Regions from separate parts of the Sus scrofa genome. Here region 2 is linked to region 1. The links are chromatin contacts, called in public HiChIP or PLAC-seq maps. All regions are on one chromosome and are shown on one strand. Each heading gives the region's core, a stretch centred on a gene start, on an enhancer-like site or on the middle of the called end of the contact. The rest is flanking DNA. Distances are from core to core; before and after follow the strand shown.

The links. HiChIP or PLAC-seq counts read pairs in DNA pulled down with a chosen protein or histone mark.
Region 2: an H3K27ac HiChIP or PLAC-seq map of alveolar macrophages shows a contact between it and region 1. The contact joins the promoter of LOC100625971 here to the promoter of LOC100737585 in region 1. A contact is called at or near these places in 1 of 5 promoter capture datasets (liver) and 1 of 2 datasets of contacts at active chromatin or transcription factors (alveolar macrophages).

The regions. Positions count from the first base shown.
Region 1 is chr6:58,052,194-58,055,047 of Sscrofa11.1, forward strand. It overlaps LOC100737585, which reads right to left and starts at 1,363. Exons shown (of 14, transcript XM_013998720.2): 1 at 1,216-1,363; 2 at 934-1,132.
Region 2 is chr6:58,187,770-58,190,623 of Sscrofa11.1, forward strand. It overlaps LOC100625971 (zinc finger protein 613), which reads right to left and starts at 1,342. Exons shown (of 9, transcript XM_013995152.2): 1 at 1,140-1,342; 2 at 523-602. LOC100517161 (zinc finger protein 84-like) reads left to right here and starts at 1,352. Exons shown (of 5, transcript XR_002344783.1): 1 at 1,352-1,775.

The DNA.
Region 1 (2,854 bases), core at 113-2,612:
AAGGGAGGGGGGAGAGATAATGGTACCAGTATTATATGAAAAACAAAACAAAAAATAAATGAATAAAATGAAAATTCTGTCAGTAAAGAAGAAAGTGTGAGGAGTTCCCGTCGTGGCGCAGTGGTTAACGAATCCGACTAGGAACCATGAGGTTGCGGGTTCAATCCCTGGCCTTGCTCAGTGAGTTAAAGATCCGGCGTTGCCGTGAGCTGTGGTGTAGGTCGCAGACGCGGCTTGGATCCCGCGTTGCTGTGGCTCTGGCATAGGCCAGTGGCTATGGCTCCGATTAGACCCCTAGCCTAGGAACCTCCATATGCCGCTGGAGCGGCCCTAGAAAAAGCAAAAAGACCAAAAAAAAAAAAAAAAAAAAAGAAGAAGAAGAAAGCGCGAATGTACATCGGGCAAATAAGCAACACTATTCATTGCTATGAGGGCAGGTGTTGGCAAGCATTTTCTGCAAAAGGATAGACAGTATACGTTTCTACTATGAAGGTTGAAATCTGTCCTGAGAACTCAATTCTACCTTTGCAGGGCGAAAGCAGCCAAAGAGAAACACAACGGATGGGCGTGGCTGGATTAGTCCCTGGGTCAGCAGTTACTTAAGCCCCGAACACAAGGCTAAAAACCAGGCAGTTTCAAACTGCTGCTCCCAGAATACCGCCTTGGTACCCAGCGGTCGAGGTTGGAACCTCAACCCAACTAACAGCCAGGAATCCTAGGCGCCCAAACCTAGCAAGTTTCTCTGTACGACAGACACGGACTACACACTCCCTTGTTAATCCGAAATCTGGACCAGACACCCATTAGATGACCATCCAAGGAAGCACCAATAACACCGAACCCCATATTAATTCTCGAACCTCAACCAAAACCTGTGTTCATCATAAATACGACCTGCACCCTTAACAAAGTGATTTGCAAAGACCCCCATACCCTGCTGATCCGGACTTGGTTGCTGATCTCCACAAATTCTTAATCGTTCTAAAGACCACCCTCCGCAAGGTACTCCAACCACAGACAGACGGGTCCCGGTTACTCTCAAATACTTCTACTTTGGTGATTCTCACCAGACTCGGCAATTGTTCCGTTAAGTCCACATTACACGGCGTCCACCCTATGCGTTGACATCACCCTGTAAGAGACAAACCTTCTATGGGTCAAAACACACACACACACACACACACAAAACTTCAAGGGACAAATGCACACACTGACCGGATTTTCTCCAGCCAGCAAGAGGAGTCTAAACCTAACACCTTCCAAGAACCGCTTCTACTTGGCTGTCGCACACATTTTCCGTCCACCTACGGCGGCTGAATTGGGTCTGAGACGTTTGTGGAAACGCGGAAGAACGGGTTTCCGGTAGTTCCTAGAAAGGCAATATGTCTGCGCCCGGTCGCCGGGGCGCCAGTGGGCGGCCACGTTGGGACACTTTACGTACAAAAGGCCGAGGGTGCGGGCTTCCGGGAGGGAACCTGGGGTGGCTGGGAAAGTGAGAAGCCGCTGAATTTAATCTCATTTTTTGCCACGTCCACACTTTAGGAAATGAGCCGATTTTCAGAAACGCGAGGTTTCTAAAGAAAGTATGGAGCTACTTAAACTTCGCCTTGGGGACTGAGCAGTAAAGGAATATCCCGGTGGCCTTTATTTTATACTTTATATTGGGGTCGGGTTTAGAAACTGACAAAGAGTTAAACTGCTGGTGTAGCAGCAGAAAATGAACTCTGGAAAAAGAAAAGGTAATCGGACATCCGCAGAAAGATTTGGAGGTAAATTTCTTGCAGGAAGCAGCTTTTTTTTTTTTTTTTTTTTTTTTTTTTTCTATTTCTTGGGCCTCTCCCGCGGCATATGGAGGTTCCCAGGCTATGGGTCTAATCGGAGCTGTAGCCACCGGCCTACGCCAGAGCCACAGCAACGTGGGATCCGAGCCGCGTCTGCAACCTACACCGCAGCTCACGGCAACGCCGGATCGTTTAACCCACTGAGCAAGGGCAGGGACCGAACCCGCAACCTCATGGTTCCTAGTCGGATTCGTTAACCACTGCGCCACGACGGGAACTCCAGGAAGCAGCTTTTAAGGCCCGAATAAGATTTTTTTTAAAAACTGGCAGTGTGAAACAGGTGATGACATTCTAGAGGAAAAGAGAGAGCTGAGACAAGCCTAAATTTTGACTGGGATTGGGACCTCGGGGAAGTACAGTCATCACTAATAATCAGAGAATTGCAAATCAAACCTGCAATGAAAGACCGCCTCACAAAGTCAGAATGACCATCTTATAAAGTCTACAAATAACATAGGCTGGAGGGCGTGTGGAGAAAGGCAACAGTTCCTATGTGTTGATGGGAATGTACAATGGTGCAGCCACTATGGACAACAGAATGTAAGTTCCTCAAAAAACTAAAAATAGTAACTCCTGCTATGGCGAGTGGGTGAAGAATGTAATTGCACCCTGCCTGCTGCAGAGGTGCAGGTTAGACCCCAAGCCCAGCGCAGTGGGTTAAAGGATCCCACATGGTTGCAGCTGCCACTTGGATGCAACCTCTGGCCCCAGAACTTCCATAGGCTGTGGGTACCATTAAAAAAACAAACAGGATTTCCCTTTGTGGCTCAAATCCAACTAGTCTCTATGAGGATCCGGCATTGCCATGAGCTGTGGCGCAAGTCAAAGACATGGCTGGGATCTGGCGTTGCTGTGGCTGTGGCCAACAGCTGTAGTTCCAGTTTGACACCTAGCCTAGGAAACAAACACCTAAAAAGAGTTGCCATGTCATCCAGCATTTCCACTCCTAGGCATATACCCAAGATGAGACATCAAGGGATAACATTAGATTATACCTATGTTTTACAGTTATG
Region 2 (2,854 bases), core at 92-2,591, 140 kb after region 1:
ATACATTCACAATGTATACATTCTCAATGAAAAGGAATGAAGTACAGAATCATGGTACCACATGGATGAACCTTGAAAGCATTATGCTAAGTGAAAGAAGCCAGTTACAAAAACCACCTATCATATGACTGAACATATAAAATACCCAGAATAGGCAAATCTATAGAGACCGAAAGTAAGATAGCGGTTGCTCTAGGATGGGGAGAATGGAAGTTGAATTGATATAAACAGCCGCAATATGATTAAGAAAAAGATAACCAACCTAACATAGAAAATAAATACACAACTTATAAAATGTTTATTCACCCTTAGCATGTGCAAAGATTAAAAGATTGATGAGGTGGTTAGGAAACAGGCACTCTGACAGAATCAGCACCCCACCACCCCCAATCTAAAATAAGGGTAATACTTATGTCCACCATCAATAGCTTTCAGAATATTAAGATCATGTTACTATTATGTTTGAAATAGTCCCTCATTCAAAAAAAAATGTGTATACACTTAATAAAAATTAGCTCTTACTTTTCAGTTGGAGTTCTTGGGGGAGGATGGATAACAGCCGGTAAAATGTATTCATTAATAGAACATTTTTGCACAACAACCTGGAAAAAAAATCAATCCAATTAAAAGTTTTCATTCTCATTGAATGAAAGTTCTACTAATTTCAGTAATTCCAATTCTACTAATTTCTTCACTAGAAAAAGCATGTAAAAATGACTGAATTGGGGAGTTCCCATCGTGGCACAGTGGTTAAGGAATCCAACTAGGAACCCTGAGGTTGCGGGTTCGATCCCTGGCCTCGCTCAGTGGGTTAAGGATCCAGCGTTGCCAGTGAGATGTGGTGTAGGTCACGGAGATGGCTTGCAGCTGGCATTGCTGTGGCTGTGGTGTAGGTAGGCGGCTACAGCTCTGATTAGACCCCTAGCCTGGGAACCTCCATATGCCGCAGGTGCGGCCCTAGAAAAGAAAAAAAGACCAAAAAAAAAAAAAAATTGAATTGAAATAAAGTCTGCACAGAAATTTCTACCAAGAGTTTCTGGCCCTCTATTCCTCCCCATTTGACCACCCTCCACCTCAGTCAGGTCAGAAACAAAACCCCTCCCTCGCTATCAGCTCTATCCTCCCAACAGCGCTCTCACCTTTCTCCCTGGAGGTGTCACCAAACTTTCACCACCAGTCTTTTCCTTTAACAAAATTTGTTTACTCTGGGCCCACAGTGGGACATGCTACCTCCCTGGTACCACCCTGACTTCTCCAAACCCTACGCTGTTCTGGAAAAGCATTCCTGGAAACCACTCCACGGGCTCCCAACTCCCTAAAGGTCGCTTCCTTTTCCCTTAAGGATGTGCGCACCTTTTTTAAGATGGCCGCGCCCACTGTGGTTGTGTAGCTTGGTACGTAGAAGAGACAAAGTGGAAGTGGACATCTTTGGGGTTGCGGCGCCTTTCTGGGTTGAGACCCGGGTCTCCCCGGAGATGGGCTAGAGCACGCGCACTGCCCTGTGCGACATTGCGATTGGCGTTAAGCCGACAAGTTTTGGGGGGCAGGAAAAGTGGTTGTACGGCAGATCTTCCAAGATGGCGGTTCCCACCGCCAGGGCGCTGCCATACTCTGTCACAGTGTCTTTGTCTAAAAGACGTGAAAGCTAAAGGGAATCTTCGTCGATCGAAGGTTGGCGGCCTACAGACTCGAATGCTACGGAAGCTAAACTCGATTTCCGAGGAGGAACAGCTAAGTTTGTGAATCAGCTGGTGCACGAAGGATCTACTTGGGGGGTAGGGTCTCAGTTTCGCGTTCTGGGAGCAGAAGTAGTTTGAGCTTTGCGGAGATACGAGCTTTGAGGTAGGGGAGGGCTACGGGGAGTCGGTGAGAGGAGCGAGCCCTTGTAGGACAGGGGATGCATTCCATGGTTCAGGAAGCGGGATGGTCAGAAATGAGGATGGCCTGCAGAGGGTCAGGATATTGGGAAAGATTGGAGTTGGCGTGGGGTTACTCTTTGTGGGAGAAGTCAGTGGCTGGGTGGCATTGGAGGCAAATCAGTGTTTGCCACGACCTAGGGAGTGGGTCAGTGACTGGGATGCACTTGGGTGAAGAGGTCAGTAACAGGAGCATCTTTGGGGGGAAGATTATTGATTGGGGGTGAATGACAGGACATCAGTGATTGGGTTGTCCCTGTAGGAAGTCAGGAATTGAGGTTTCTTTGAGGGCGTGTCTGAGCCTGAAAAGGTCTTCTGGGGGAAGATCTGCTTTGGAAGCCTTAGAGGGATGTCAGCGATTGGCGAATCCCTGGAGGAAGGTCAGCGACTGGGGAATCCTTGGGGTATAAGTGAGTGATTGAGAGCTCTCTGGAAAATTCACTAATGGGAATGCCCATGGTGGGAGGTAAGTGATTGACACCGCTTTGACTGGCAGTTTGGTGTTTTTTAATGTCCTTGGCTTAGGTGAGTGTTTGGGACATAGGTAGGGGATGCGGGTCAGCGACTGGGGCATCATTCCAGATGGTCAGTGAGTGGGGTGTCCTTGTGGGTAGGTTAGTTCTTGGGGCAGTTTTGTTTCTTGTCTTTGAGGGTCTCCAGTGGTCACTGAGAATCATGGGAATCTGAGTTTGGGTCTGGGTATGCTGATGATAATCTGTTAGAAGTCATGATTTATGTCAGAGAAAGGCAAATATATGATATCACTGGGGGTTCCCTTCGTGGCTCAGTGGTTAATGAACCTGATTAGGATCCATGAGGTTGCAAGTTCAATCCCTGGCCTTGCTCAGTGGGTTAAGGATCTTGCGTTGTGGTGAGCTGTGGTATAGGTTGCAGACCTGGCTCAGATCTGGCATGGCTGTGGCTGTAGAGTGGGCTGG